Linked DNA regions of Mus musculus: regions 2 and 3 are each linked to region 1. The links are chromatin contacts, called in public Hi-C and HiCAR-type maps. All regions are on one chromosome and are shown on one strand. Each heading gives the region's core, a stretch centred on a gene start, on an enhancer-like site or on the middle of the called end of the contact. The rest is flanking DNA. Distances are from core to core; before and after follow the strand shown. Region 1 holds the start of Cox5b (cytochrome c oxidase subunit 5B). Region 2 holds the start of Pdcl3 (phosducin-like 3). Region 3 holds the start of Ptpn18 (protein tyrosine phosphatase, non-receptor type 18).

The links. A called contact is a pair of places that touch in the nucleus more often than the background predicts. HiCAR-type assays count read pairs that join an accessible place to other places.
Region 2: a contact with region 1 is called in a Hi-C map of B cells, with 5 read pairs. The contact joins the promoter of Pdcl3 here to the promoter of Cox5b in region 1. A contact is called at or near these places in 1 of 39 promoter capture datasets (liver) and 1 of 484 Hi-C or Micro-C datasets (B cells).
Region 3: a contact with region 1 is called in a HiCAR-type map of astrocytes, with 4 times the contacts expected there. The contact joins the promoter of Ptpn18 here to the promoter of Cox5b in region 1. A contact is called at or near these places in 1 of 115 datasets of contacts at active chromatin or transcription factors (astrocytes) and 1 of 9 other capture datasets (adipose tissue).

The regions. Positions count from the first base shown.
Region 1 is chr1:36,688,737-36,693,456 of GRCm38.p6, forward strand. Cox5b (cytochrome c oxidase subunit 5B) reads left to right here and starts at 2,751. Exons shown (of 4, transcript NM_009942.2): 1 at 2,751-2,953; 2 at 3,475-3,548; 3 at 3,715-3,814; 4 at 4,461-4,652. The coding sequence starts at 2,851. The coding sequence ends at 4,573.
Region 2 is chr1:38,985,728-38,990,447 of GRCm38.p6, forward strand. It overlaps Pdcl3 (phosducin-like 3), which reads left to right and starts at 2,087. Exons shown (of 6, transcript NM_026850.4): 1 at 2,087-2,122. The coding sequence starts at 2,117.
Region 3 is chr1:34,456,915-34,461,634 of GRCm38.p6, forward strand. Ptpn18 (protein tyrosine phosphatase, non-receptor type 18) reads left to right here and starts at 2,832. Exons shown (of 15, transcript NM_011206.2): 1 at 2,832-3,002. The coding sequence starts at 2,910. It overlaps Gm32504 (a long non-coding RNA gene), which reads right to left and starts at 4,121. Exons shown (of 4, transcript XR_373299.3): 1 at 2,845-4,121; 2 at 2,507-2,749; 3 at 1-2,350.

The DNA of each region.
Region 1 (4,720 bases), core at 1,501-4,000:
GGAAATCTGGCCTGGTGAGGAGATTCATTCCTGTGTTCCCGGCACTCAGAAGTGAAAGAAGGGTTAAGAGTTCAAGGCCAGCCTGAGGTACAGGGTGAGAATGTCTGAAATGGTGGTTCTCAACCTTTCTGTGACCCTTTAATCCATTTCCTCATTTTGTGGTGACCCCCCACCCCCAGCATAAAATTATTTCGTCGCTACTTCATAACTGTGATTTTGCTGCTGTTATGAATCACAATATAAATTTCTGATATTCGAACTCCAAAAGGGTCCTGACTCACAGGTTGAAAACCACTGGTCTAAACCAGAAAGGGCTGGGATGCAGTTGAGTGGCAGAATCGCAGCCTAGCATGAGCGCGGTGTCCAGGATAGTCCTGTACCACAATGGCTCAACCACATGTCTCTATTGTGCTCCTGACTGAGCTCATGAAGAGTCTTAAAAAAAAAAATCCTCAAAAACAAAGCCTCAGAAATCTCTATATCCACCAGTCCACCAGGGGGATAGTTGGAGTCATTCCAACACATCTATAAAGAATATTATGCAGCAATTATAATATATGTGTTGACCTGGAGGAACGTCCACAAAATATTCTGTTCAATTAGAAAAGCAACTCCTCAGTCATTTATATTTTTATCTCACAAGCAAATCCATCTCGTGTATGTGCATTTCTTTGTGCTCAGGACACTTCTGTTGCCACCCTGGAGACTTCCAGGAGGGAGAGTTTCCAAGTCCCACAGTACACAAAGGGAACCCTCAACCCCTCCTTGCTTCAAATCATCTCCAGGCTCAAAATATTAATTGTGCTGAGGCTGAGAAAAATCTGGCTTAGTGTGGGTCGGGGACAGAAAGAATAAATGCCAAATTGCCAGCTTGTGTTGTTTGTGTTATATGATTTTTTTTTTACAATGTGCTTTTGATGCACATTGACTAAGAATGGCCTCCATGGTCTCATATATTTGAAGGCTTCGTCATTAGGGAGTGGCATTACTTGACAGAGATTAAGAACTATGGCCTTGTTGGCAGAAGTGTGTCTCTGCAGGTGGGCTTTGAGGGTTCAAAAGCCCAAGCCAGACCCAGCGTCTCTCACTTCCTTCTGCCTGTGGATCCTGAGGTAGAACTCTCAGCATCTCCTCCAGCACCATGTCTGCCTGGATGCTGCCCTGCTTCCCTCCATGATGATAACGGGCTAAACCTCTGAATTGTAAACCAGCCCCAATTAAATGTTTTCCTTCATAAGTGTTGCCGTGGTCACAGTGTCTCTTCACCCTAACAAAGACATCTAGTCTTGGTTTTCCTGAGTGTTCTCTAAAGGAGGAAAGATGGTGGAGCTGGCTGATGGGGCTGACTGGGGTTTTCCCTCTTAATGTGGACACAAATCAATAATGGGTTCATTGGAGGAAAGATGCCTTGAATTAGGAATTAATCCAGATGATTGTAGTGGAGACAAGGAAGTAAAAATGAAAACTATGCAAAGTGTAAGCCCATCTTCACAGTCAAGAAATTTGGTGCCTCATTATAGGCTATTTTTTTTTCTTGGTTGAGGGCAGCCATGAAGACCAGGTTAGTTCCTCTGAAGGAATGTTCCACCAGACCCTTTTGAAAATAACCTACAAGGGGTAGGTGACAACACCCAGGAATTTAGTCCTTTGTAGTTTTCCTCAACTTGACCTTTTGTAGTCACAAGCTCTATAAACTATATTTTTGGTCCAAGCGGCAGGATTTACTAAAAGTCATTTGATATTATTATGTCAGGCCTCTGCAAGGTACTTAAGATTTCATCACTGGGACGCAATTAGGGAAGCATAGATACTGTATGCAGCCATAGTGTTTCAGGAATGTTCCACAACGAGAATAAATCGAAGAAGCCAGTGTTTGGAAATCTAGTGAACGCTCTGCCGTGAGTTGTCAGGCTTTACCTGTGTGCAACACTGAGCAATGGAGGACGTTTTCTGTCTAAATTAGAGACTTCTGGCCACGGTGCCTATTGTCATTTCCAGTTGCATTATTAACTTTCTTTCTGTCCCTCCTCCTCCTAGTATCCTCATCGTGGTGGAGTGGCCATCAGGAGGTATCCTACATCTATGCCTCCAAAGCCCTTCTGCACCGCACCCCCCGCACCCCCCTCATCCTTGTCCCTGGGGCCAACACCATCACCTCCCATAACATTACTATAGGAGGAAAACTGAGGACGGTGCAACAGCTTTAATCCCAGCAGAGGTAACCAGATCTCTGTGAGCTTTAGACCACCCTGATCTACATAGGGAGTTAAAGGTCAGCCAGGCTACATAGTGATACCGTGCTTAAAAAACAAAACAAAACAGAGTGGAGGAGGGAATTGAGGCTAAGACTGTGTGTGTGGGGGGGTGTACTGTCAATTTCTGACGGAGTGGGCCATTGCAACAATTTGGTAACAACTAAAGCTGTCTGCAGTCTCGAACCCGTGGCTAACAGGCATAACAAACACAACAGGCTTCCTGAGCTCACGCCCAAGGTTGTATGATTCGTGGTGGAAGCCCTTGACTGCGGGAACTTCGGCTTCCACAGCACCTCCACTACAAGAACTACTATGTGGCTGGGACACTGGGCGCGAACACTCAAGCGGACAGGTCATGAACCCGAAAGCCGCTAGCTGTCAGGGTGACTGACGCCACGCCCCGGAGGCGGCGGGAGTCTGCGCGGCCCACGAAGAGGCAGAACTGCGCATGTGCGGCGTCTACTTTTAGCGCTGCTTCGGCTGGTCGGGGCAGGAAGCGGAAGACTGACCGGGCGTTGTTAGACTCCCACCAACGGAAGTCCCGCCCATCTTGCTCAGCCTGTTCCCGGAAGTGCATCTGCTTGTCTCGGGCGAGATGGCTTCAAGGTTACTTCGCGGAGTGGGCGCTTTGGCGGCGCAGGCCCTGAGGGCCCACGGCCCCCGTGGCGCGGCCGTGACCCGCTCCATGGCTTCTGGAGGTACGTGACCAGCTGGGCGGGACAGGCCGGTGTCCATGGCCTCCGGCGTGGTTGGTGATGGGCGGTCGAGCGGGGTCGGCCATTAGCGTTCTCTCGAGCCCTGCTGACCACCTTAGGCTCCGGGAGCCGGCGCTCTGTCCGGTCTTGCTGTAATTTCGGCCGCCCACCCGATCGAACCCGCTTTCAAAGTGCCCTCACTGGAAGGTGCCGGGTGACCTTGGAACACAAGGACTTGGAGGGCTGAAAAAGCGCTGGACCAACATTCAAATCCCTTGCCCGCCACCAGCCAGTATACTCTCATGACTTGATTGTAGGGAAAGTCGACAACCAAGCTTCCGCGGTGGGAAGGGAAAAACGGTATGGCTTGGGAGTCATGCCTCAGTGGGCTTAGGGGACTGTGGGAATGGGTAGCTTGGGAACCCACCAAAGAAGCGGATAACGTCACCTTTCCCGTGTTGATCTTTTTATCGTGTATCCATCGTGGTCATATCAATTGCCGTAGCTCATTTTTCTTCTTCTAGGTGGTGTCCCCACTGATGAGGAGCAGGCTACTGGGCTGGAGAGGGAGATCATGATAGCAGCACAGAAGGGACTGGTAAGGAGAAATGCTGTGTCCTCTGGAGCCCTGGGGCTTGGATGGGATTAGAGGAGTTCCTGTCAGCCAGCGTCTGGTCCTGACAACCCAGCTTGTAGGAACGGCCCTTTTGCAGTGCAGTGGCAGGCGTTATCTGTCATAAATAGTCAACTCTTGTCTCTTTCAGGACCCATACAATATGCTACCTCCAAAGGCAGCTTCAGGCACCAAGGAAGACCCTAATCTAGTCCCGTCCATCAGCAACAAGAGAATAGTGGGCTGCATCTGTAAGCACTTTGTTTTTATTTTCTGGCCCATTTGTTTATAACCTGCCTCACAGAATGTCTATAAATTGCTTCAGATATGTGTGTATGATGGACTGTATGTGTGTAAAAATGTAAATATGTGTATACATTGTTGTAAGGGTTGTTGACTGTCTTAAGTCTCAGTATGCATGAGAAGTCACAGAAGGCAGATGACCCTGGAGCTGTAGTTACAAGCAAGGCTGTGAGCCACTTTGCTGTGGCTACTGGGAATTGAACTCAGGTCCTCTGGAAGAGCAGTCCATGCTTTTAATTGCTGAACTATCTTTCCAGCCCAGATTATTTACACACACACACACACGTATGTACATACATATGCCAGGTACTGTTTGTTTCAAGCACTAGGGATACACATGAGTACAGATCCTGTTTTGGAATTTTGCATAGGGACTGGAATTGTTAGAACCTACAGTGACCCCATACAAGGTTATCTTACTCACAGGTAAATGCATCCCCGCTTTTTCATTTGAAGGAGCGGAGCGTGAAGTGGTCTCCTAGTCAGTGGCAGTTTTGTTGCTGTGTCCGAAGTGTCTGTAGGAAAGAGGTGAATGCTGAAAGCCTCCCTCTGTACATGGACGCTGGATGACTGTCAACCGTCTTTCCCTTTCAGGTGAAGAGGACAACTGTACTGTCATCTGGTTTTGGCTGCACAAAGGCGAGAGTCAGCGATGCCCCAACTGTGGAACCCATTACAAGCTGGTGCCCCACCAAATGGCCCACTGAGCCCCTGTGTTATCTTTTCAGAATGTAAAGAAAAACTTCTCTCTAATAAAGATTAGCCATTGCACTGGCTCCTCCCATAGCTGGCTAGTCTTATGTCTATAGTCTTTTTTTTTTTAATATATATATATTGAGACCACCTATCTCTTA
Region 2 (4,720 bases), core at 837-3,336, 2.3 Mb after region 1:
CTCCCCCCATTTCTAAGTTACAAAATTAACCCAAGTACAGCAGCATAGTTTGTAGTGTTACCTACTATGGCCACTAACTACAGTACGAGTGACCAAGGCAGCTCAGTCAACAGGGTCTCAAGGGAGGGAGGGAGGGGGGATTGAAAAGAAAAAGGCAATTAGACAGCATTATAACATGATTCCAGCCAGTGCTGAGTCTGAAGAGGGTTTGTTTTTCTCCAGTCCACTTCTATATCATTCTAGGTACATACAAAGTATAAGGTCAGTTCTAGGTCAAGGAACAAACAAGGCAATAAAAAGTCCCGAGGTATTCAGGAACTTATCAAGATGGTCAAGATCTTGAGCCTGCTTCCATGTCCTGGCTCAATGCCAAATTCCTGACAAATTTATAGAAGCAAACCCAATAGCTCTTTTCACAGGAGAATAGTTCAAAGTCAGCCTGGCTTACATAGCAAAACCCCGTCTTTAAAAAAGTTAAGTTAGCCCATGTTTTCCTTTAATGAGTTTTCTTCTTTAAATTGTAGTGTATGCCGTAAAGTAGGAATTCAGTTTTATCTGCCTCCAAATGACTATCCAGTGTTTCCTACGTCCTTCATAGAAGGTCTACATACCTTCCCCAGTCAACTAAGATTTATACACAGTGTCATGCTGTGGCCGAGGCTTGTCTCAGAACTCATGATGTAATCTCCAATTAAAGGCTCAGCTGAACAGTTTGTTTCTCGTGTGTATTCAGTTAAAGACTTTATCCATGTTGTAGTCAATGTAATAAAACCAAAAGTCAAGACAATGAGTTAACAGGGGATTGTTCTGAAGCACACCTGCTGTAAAAAGCAACTGGGAACATTATTTCCAATACACCAGGATACATCTTTCAGTGGATCCACCTGGAGCAAGGAAAGGGCAAACCACACCTGCTTTACTGCTGTGCGGTGGAGAGAAGCCTGTGATCAAAGTCCCTCAAGTTAAACTATCTCACAAACTGATTTTGGAAGTGAAAACTGGGAAAATTCATTCACAACACTAGGCAAATTAATTAACACTTTAAAAGGTCTGTCTGTAATCTGGTTGGAATGTGTTGGGTTAAATTAAATCCATGCTCCTTGTTTTTTTCAGGGAATAGTGTAATTTTTTTTCTATATTAGTGATTATTCCCCAGAAATTATCAGTTCCGAGTCCTCAGCTGCAGGGATTTAAGTTGTCTGGAAATAACACCTTAGTGTAACTGTAGTTTTTGTTTGTTTTTATAGACAGAGGTTCACTCTCTAGCCCTGGCTGGGTCTCCTGAGTATTGGAATTATAGATGTGAACTACCACACCTAGACACCTGCAGTTTTGAAAGCTCCTTGGTAATTCCAAAGTGTACCCACGGTGTGTGCTTGAGCAGAGGCAGCAAGGTAGTCCAGGGCTGTGGAAGGCCTTTTAACTCCCGTGCTCTCAGTTCCAGCTCCGAATGCTGTGGATCGCCCTGGAGCCTGTGCTTTTGCTCAGGGTCACACGAGTCTGGTATTAACCAGAGAAAATGATTCTCACTGTGGCCTTTTCCTTTTGTGAGGGTGAAGGGGCGTGGAGCCCAGGCGTTCCCCACTCCACCGGTTTCTCAAATCTGATGCTGTAACCGCAGAGGTTAGACTATGCTCTAAACAAACCCAGTGAGCTCAGTAAACAAACCCAATAAGCAATTCATCCCATTCAACAGAGAAGGTGTGTGACCTCCAGGTGACCCGGGTCACTTTTAATCCTAGCATCGGGTCACTGTCAGGCAATTCTGCTTCCGACAGGCTCCGATTGGCGGCCCGGGAAGTCGCAGAACCTATGCTTACCTCGGGTCAGCCCCAAACAACCAGCCACTTTCCCTAACAAGGTAGCGCCTGGACATGGCCCGAATGACGTCACCCTATAGTCCCACCCACCGGAGGCACGGCCTGTCATTCCAACGCTCTCAGCCTTCGCCCGGGTTCCTGAGGACCAGGCGCAGACTCCAGTCTTCACTTCCTCCTTGGCTCCGCCCTTTTCGTGCCTGGGGGCGGGGAGAAGACCGGAGGGGGCGGTGCCGCGCGTGCGCGGAGAGGAGCGGAGGGGCTGGGGCAGAGGGCTGGTTTGAGTGACTGAAGGCAAGATGCAGGTGAGTGTGGCGAGCTCGGGACCCCAAGTCTGCGGTCGTTTGGCTTGGTGGGCTCGCGCCAGACCCGGAGCCGGGTCTACATGGATTAGTTACAGAACTCGGCGGACTGCGGGGAGGCCCGGCGCAGGCGCACTGCGAGAGGGCGGGTGCGGTCCCTCCGGCCTCCTGGGCTGGGCACTCCTGCTCCGGTGCGTCCTGCCCCGCAAATCTCTGTCCTTTGGTAGGCACCGGACTTTGGGCTCGTTCTCCTCCAGGCCTGATGAAGGCCCCGACCCTCCTGCCATCTAGAGCTGACTCTAGATGGTCCGTTGGGAGTGCTTTCTGGTTTCCAGATCTGAACTCTAGGCCTCACGACTATTGTTAATTTCTAATATGAAGAAAGGTGGAACTCCTTAGCAATTTTTTTTCCTTTTTTGAGCTGGAATTAGACAAAAGCCCAAAGAAAGTGTGTTAGAGAACCGCATCGGAATAGCCTTAGAAGAGCAAAAGTATGCGTCAGCCACTTTGTCGCCAACCTTCTATGTGGCTGTGTTTAAGGATTCTGAAGAGTCTGGATGGAGGGTAGATGGACCGTGTAGTTGTGGGCTCCGGCTTAAGAGACAGACCTTGGGGACTGGAGGGGGTGGTCATCTACACATTCAGCAAGCCGGCCACACCTACACCTGGGAGGCAAGAACAGGCTCAAGTAAAGGGATATACCTAGTATTTTGTGCTTACTAAACATTAGCCGTCAGGAGTGACTCTGGAGCAGGCCAGGCGTCTGCTATTCTCAGATTTATCCTTTAGACTCTAAAGCTTAGGGAAGTCTGTGGGTCTAGCCACAGTCTTCCTCTTCCCCAAGTCTACTGCAGGCTCTCAGGACAGACAGATGGTCAGTCAGCATGTCACAGCGTTTTTGCATTTTCAGGTCCCTCTGCCTGGAATGTAACTTCCTTTGGTCTCCAGGTTCCTCTCGTTGGGGAAGAGTTCTCAGGACTCAGATAAACCTTCTTTAATTAGTGCGTAGCTCTGACCTGTTGTTTAGAGAGGCCCAGCTTCAAGCAGACACCTTTCATGGTTTATGTAGGGTTAGCCAGTCGTCTCCTGGTGTTTTGGGGTTTTGTTTGTTTGTTTGTTTTTTCTGAAGCTGAAATGCGCAGGTTTCTGGTTAAGACAGTGTTTGCTGTATCGTTGCGTAGCTCTGACCTGTTGTTTAGAGAGGCCCAGCTTCAAGCAGACACCTTTCATGGTTTATGTAGGGTTAGCCAGTCGTCTCCTGGTGTTTTGGGGTTTTGTTTGTTTGTTTGTTTTTTCTGAAGCTGAAATGCGCAGGTTTCTGGTTAAGACAGTGTTTGCTGTATCGTTGGCGGTCACTTCTCAAGGAAGGGGAACTGGTGGATGTTCACCCCTTTGAGAAAAAGGAAGGGATAAGCAGTCGACAGCAGCAGGAGCCAGGGTCTTAGGGTCACTACCGCCACCCGTCAAAAGCATCCAGGGAAGAAAGGGTTAATTGGGCTCACACTTCTATATCACAGTCCATCACTGAAGGAAGTCAGGCCAGGAACTCAGCAGACCTGGAACCTGGAGGCAGGAGCTGATGCAGTAGCCCTGGAAGGGTGCTGCTCACTGGCTTGCTCCTTGTGGCTTGCTCAGCCTGTTTTTCTTATAGACCCCAGGGCCACCAGCCCAGCGGTGGTCACTCTGACAATGACAAACTCTCTCATCTATCACCAATTAAGAAAAATGCCCTAGGACTGGAGAGATGGTTAAGCGGTTAAGAGCACTGTCTGCTCTTCCAGAGGTCCTGTGTTCAATTCCCAGCAACCACATGGTGGCTCACAACCATCTGTAATGGGATCTGATGCCCTCTTCTGGTGTGTCTGAAGACAAGTACAGTGTGCTTACATACATAAAATAAATAAATAAGTCTTAAAAAAAGAGAATCTTGTTCTTCAGATGATTGTAGCTCGGGGCGAGTTCTCATAAGACTACCCACTATCTGTAGTTCAGTTTTAGCTCTGTTGTCTCAATTCAGAGGCAGTTTCTAATTTTGTTTTCTTATTCCTGTGTAACATAATATTTCCTAAGTAAACTTGTTAATCACACTTAATTAAAGTTAAAGCTTGCTGTTTTCTTTTTCTCTTTCACTCTTGCTGACTCCATTCCACCCTCATATAATTAAATGCCCTCTCTGGAGCATCCACCTCTGTAAACTCGGTCCATATAACCCCGTGGACCAACAGCCTGTTGCTCAGTGCACACGACACAGCTTGTCTCCATAACAGTGTGCAGCTTGTGCCGGTGCCCATTTTTTTTTTTTTATATATTTTTTTTTCCATTTTTTATTAGGTATTTCGCTCATTTACATTTGCAATGCTATACCAAAAGTCCCCCATAGCCACCCACCCCCTCTCCCCTACCCACCCACTCCCCTTTTATGGACCTGGCGTTCCCCTGTACTGGGCATATAAAGTTTGCGTGTCCAATGGGCCTCTCTTTCGAGTGATGGCCGACTAGGCCATCTTTTGATACATATGCAGCTAGAGTCAAGAGCTCCGGGGTACTGGTTAGTTCATAATGTTGATCGCCGGTGCCCATTTATAGCCTCCCTCTTCCTCT
Region 3 (4,720 bases), core at 1,582-4,081, 2.2 Mb before region 1:
TTAGAACACACAGGTGTGAACAGTGACTCCCCAAGAACTTATAATAAGTAGGTTAGAGTTCCCCCACTTTTGAAAGCTCAAAACAATTTATTTCTTCATATATACACATATATATACATATACATAATGTATTTTGACTATATTCCTCTCATTCTCTAGCCTCATTCCTCTTCCTGCAGATCGCCCTCTTCACAAGCTCCTCTCCTACTTTCATGTCTTTGGTGTGTGTTTGCCCCATTGCATTTAACTGAGCTTGCCTGAGTAGGTTGAGCAGGCAGGGGGGGGGGTCATTTATCGGAATGAGGGAAACCTACCAGTGGGTGTAGCACTAAGGAGTATGCCTCCCTTTCATAGCTATTAACTGTCTATAGCTTCTCAGGGAAGCATGAGGCCCCCTGTGCCCAACTTAATGATGATGGAACTTGGGTGGGCCCAGTGTTAGGAGCTCACACCTGCAACTGCTAGGTCACATCCAGGAGACAATGTTTCATGGCACTCCCAACCCTCTGCAGCGTTCCCTGACTTCGGAGAGTGGATACAGACGTCCCTTTTAGGGCTGAACACTTCACTCACCCTCAGTACTTGAACCAGTTCGATATTACTCTCACCTCCCAATATTTAAGCGAGGTCCAGCAAACTAGCGTCTGCAAACCACATTTAAAAAAAATTGCGACAAAAATCCAATGATTGGTGTCAATGTGGTTTCTAAAACTTTTAAAAATTCTATTTGGCTGGTTGGTGGTGGCACATGCCTTTAATCCCAGCACTCTCAAGGTAGAGAGACAGGTGGATCTCTGTGACTTAAAAGCCAGTCTGATCTACAGAACTAGTTCTAGGTCAGCCAAGGCTACACAAAGAAACCCTGTCTCAGAGAAAGAAAGAATTTATTTTTATGTATCTGCCAGTATATCTGCGCAATGTGCAAGCCTGGTGCTGTGGAGGCCAAAAGAGGGCATTGGGTCCCCTGGAACTCAAGTTTCTGGTGTTTGCAAGCCATTGTGTGGGTGCTGGGACTCAAACCTCAGTCCTCTGGAAGAGCAGTCAGTGCTTTTAACTGCTGAGCCATCACTCCAGCCCTCCTAGCATTTTTTAAAAAAATTACATTTACTTGAGTGCTTCTGCACAAGGCATAAGGAGGTCAGAGGACACTGTATGGAAGTGATTTTTTTTCCTTCTACCATGTGTGTCAGGGGATGCAGCACTTATTAATAGGTGTGGCTGCAAGACCTTTACCTGTTGAGCCATCTTACTGCCATCTTCCCCATTTCAGTGAAAAAGTTTTCATACTATCACCCTCATACTATCTGGCTGTTTTGCATTGCCACCACTGGCAGACCCACAGTGACGTAAGACAGAGATCTAGCGATAAAACCCAATAAAGTCTTGTCTGGCTTTTAAAGATGCTATCCATTCCTTCATTTAAACACTGTGATGACCAAGTTGACAGCCTTTTACCAATGATCCCACTCATCTTCCAGTGACTTAAAGCACTTCTTTTTTTGGTTTTTCGAGACAGGATTTCTCTGTATAGCCCTGGGTGTCCTGGAACTCACTCTGTGGACCAGGCTGCCCTCGAACTCAGAAATCCACCTGCTTCTGCCTCCCAAGTGCTGGGGTTAAAGGCGTGTGCCACCACCGCTCCGCTCAGCATGCTTAAAGCACTTTCAATTCGCCTTAGCCCTACTTTTGCACACGACCCCAAACGGATCTCCTCAGAGCCCTCCCTCAACAGAGAGTTGGCAATGCTTGAAATTCTTTGGTTCCCTTGCAGGTGGTGCTACTCCATCTGCTGAAGCCTGTTTTGGAAAGAACCCCCTTTTATTTTCTTTTGTGTGTAGGGAGATACACCCTCACTATAGAGCCTGTGTAGTTGTCCAAGGACAACACTCTGGAGTCGATTTTCTCCTTCCACCATGTGGGTCCTAGGTATCAAATCCAGGTTGTCATGTTTATTTAGTGGCAAGGCATTTACCTACTGAACCATTCCACCATCATTAAAACATTTTCCTTTCTCTCTCTCTCTCTCTCTCTCTCTCTCTCCCTTCCTTCCTTCCTTCCTTTCTTCCATTTTTTTTTTTAACTTTGAGACAGGATTTCATCACAAGCTAACTTTGAATTCACAATGTAAGCTAGGGTGACCTTGACTTTCTGATTTTCTTGCCTCCACCTTGTGAATGCTGGGACAGGCACTCTACCAATTCAGCTACAAACCTTAGCACGGCTCTTCTCCAGTCTTTAGTCTCCAGGACCCCAGGAGCTTCAGCATAAGATCTTCTTCAAACTCCTGAAGGGGGACGGAGTGAGTGTTGAGACCACTTTTCCTCCCAATGCCTCTCTAGTCTCTTCCTCCCTGAGGGGTATGGGTTAAGATCCACAAGTTAGGACTGAATCCTGGTGTCCCCGCTTTTCCAGCAGGTTCCAAAAGTGAAATCACACCCCCTACCCTCAGAAATAGGCCTTTTCCCAGAGCAAAGTGCAGGGAATATATTTATTCGAAGTCCCCGACCTCTCTCATATTCCGCTGTCGCACGACTGTGAACCTCAGCGCTCGCAGGACTCCGGAGCAACCTTGGGAACCCGGCCTGCGAGATTGAGAGCGCAGCCATCCCCCTGGAAAGGCCAATGGGACTGAGCGTTCCGTGCGGACTCCACCAGCTTCACGGCAGCCGAAGCACCCGAGGCGCCAGTGGGGAATTGCGGGACCCGCAGCTACTTGGACGGCCAGTTCGGCTGCGGTGGCAGCCAGCACCTATGGGCGGGACGAACGGAGTGAACTCCTAGTGCCATTGGCCGAGGAGCCTGCCAATTACCGGTCTTCATTGGCTGCTGGAATGGAGGCCCCACCTCGCAGTGGCTAAATTCTCGGAGTCGGATCACTCCTTGTGGGAGACCTCAGAGCGGGTCGCAGCATGAGTCGCCATACGGACTTGGTGAGGAGCTTCTTGGAGCAGCTGGAGGCCCGGGACTACCGGGAGGGGGCAATCCTCGCTCGTGAGTTCAGCGTGAGTGACACTCCAGCCATCAAGCTTCGCAGCCAGGCGCTCCCCACGGCTGTCCACCTGTGCAATATGAAAGCTCTGCCTTTTCCTCTCAGCTCCCGGGGCGTCTCCTCCCTCCTGCTCTCGGCTTTCCTCTTCCCGCACTTCTCTCACCCTGACTCTCCCAGCCTTCCGCACTTTGCCCACAGGTGCCCAGAGGGTGAAGACGGCTACTGTTTAGGAGGAGCCAGACACACTCAGGTGTCGGTGTCGAGCTCCCGGTGCAATCTTCTCCCTAGCGGGGCCGTGGCTTCCGCCGTGGAGGGAGGCAACACACCTGCGCTGGACTCGAGTCCCCAACCCGGGCCACTCCTGGGTCACCTTGTAATCCCAGGGAGGAAGTGGTTTGGGGCAGCAGAAAGAGGAACGAGGAAACTTGTAGCCTAGCCTAGGTTTCGCGTTACCAGTCTATCCTAGGGCTTTTCAGAACTGTGGCCCTGGGAGCTCTGACTTCATTTTCACCTGTTTTGAATTGTGAATGATAAAAGACAAGCCGGTTTGAAAATTAGGTGGTTTGGGTAGATGCACCTAGCACGCGTTGGGTATTCACTGGCTATATTAACTGTATGCACCTGCCTTTAACATGGTTTACAAAGGTTGTAAACGTTACCTCGGGCCAATCAAGCTTGTGAGAGCTACTGCCACTCAACAGCCATGGCACACAACATGTAATGACGTATTTTAAATAGAGTGACATGATCCAAATACGTAATACACTATCTCAAACTTAGAAATGTAAATGACAATGATATAAAAATAAGTGTGACATTAAATGATCACTTACAGCCTGGCATGGTGGCACATGCCTGTAATTCTAGCAGTTGGTAGCCTAAAACCGGGGGATAACCATGAGTTCAAGGCCAGCCTGAATTACATAATTTTGTGACCACTCTGGAATACTCTGGAGATTGTTTCAAAGAATGAAAAAGATAGTTTACACAGGCCAATATGTAAACCAGTAACAGTGAAACTCTGGTGGTGGTGCATGCCTTTAATCCTAGCACTTGGAGGCAGGGAAAGGAAGGTTACTGTAAGTCTGAGGTCAGTCTGGTCTACACAGTGAACTCCAGGACAGCCAGGGATATGTAGGAAGACCTTGTCTCTAAAACAATAAAAAAACCAACCAAACAAAAAAAATAACCCCAACTAACTAAATAAGCAAAACAAACAAACAAAAACCCAACAAAGCAACCAAACACCACAACAGATACAACAAACATTAATAAGAACCAAATTTATAGCAGGGTGATGATGGCACACACCTTTGATTTCAGCACTTGGGAAGCAGAGCCAGGTGAATCTCTTGAGTTCAAGGCCAGCCTGGTCTACAGAGTGAGTTCCAGGACAGCCAGGGCTACACGGAGAAATCCTGTCTCGCAAACCTAAAACCAAACCAAACCAAAAAACCCAAAAAGCAAGCAAACGAACAAACAAACAAACAAAAAACCCAAACCAAATGTATTAAGTTAGTAAGTAAATATACACACAAGCATATGGACAGGTTAAATGTGAGTCTAGATAATTTTCATATGTAAATGCTGTAACAGAAGAACTACTAGCATAAAGTATACATTTTATAAGCAAGAAGATATGCATAAACAGGAAGAAGGTGTCTCTGGGGGCTGGAAAAACCTGACCAACATAAGTAAACCACTTTGGAATGGTGGCCCAAACACAATGCC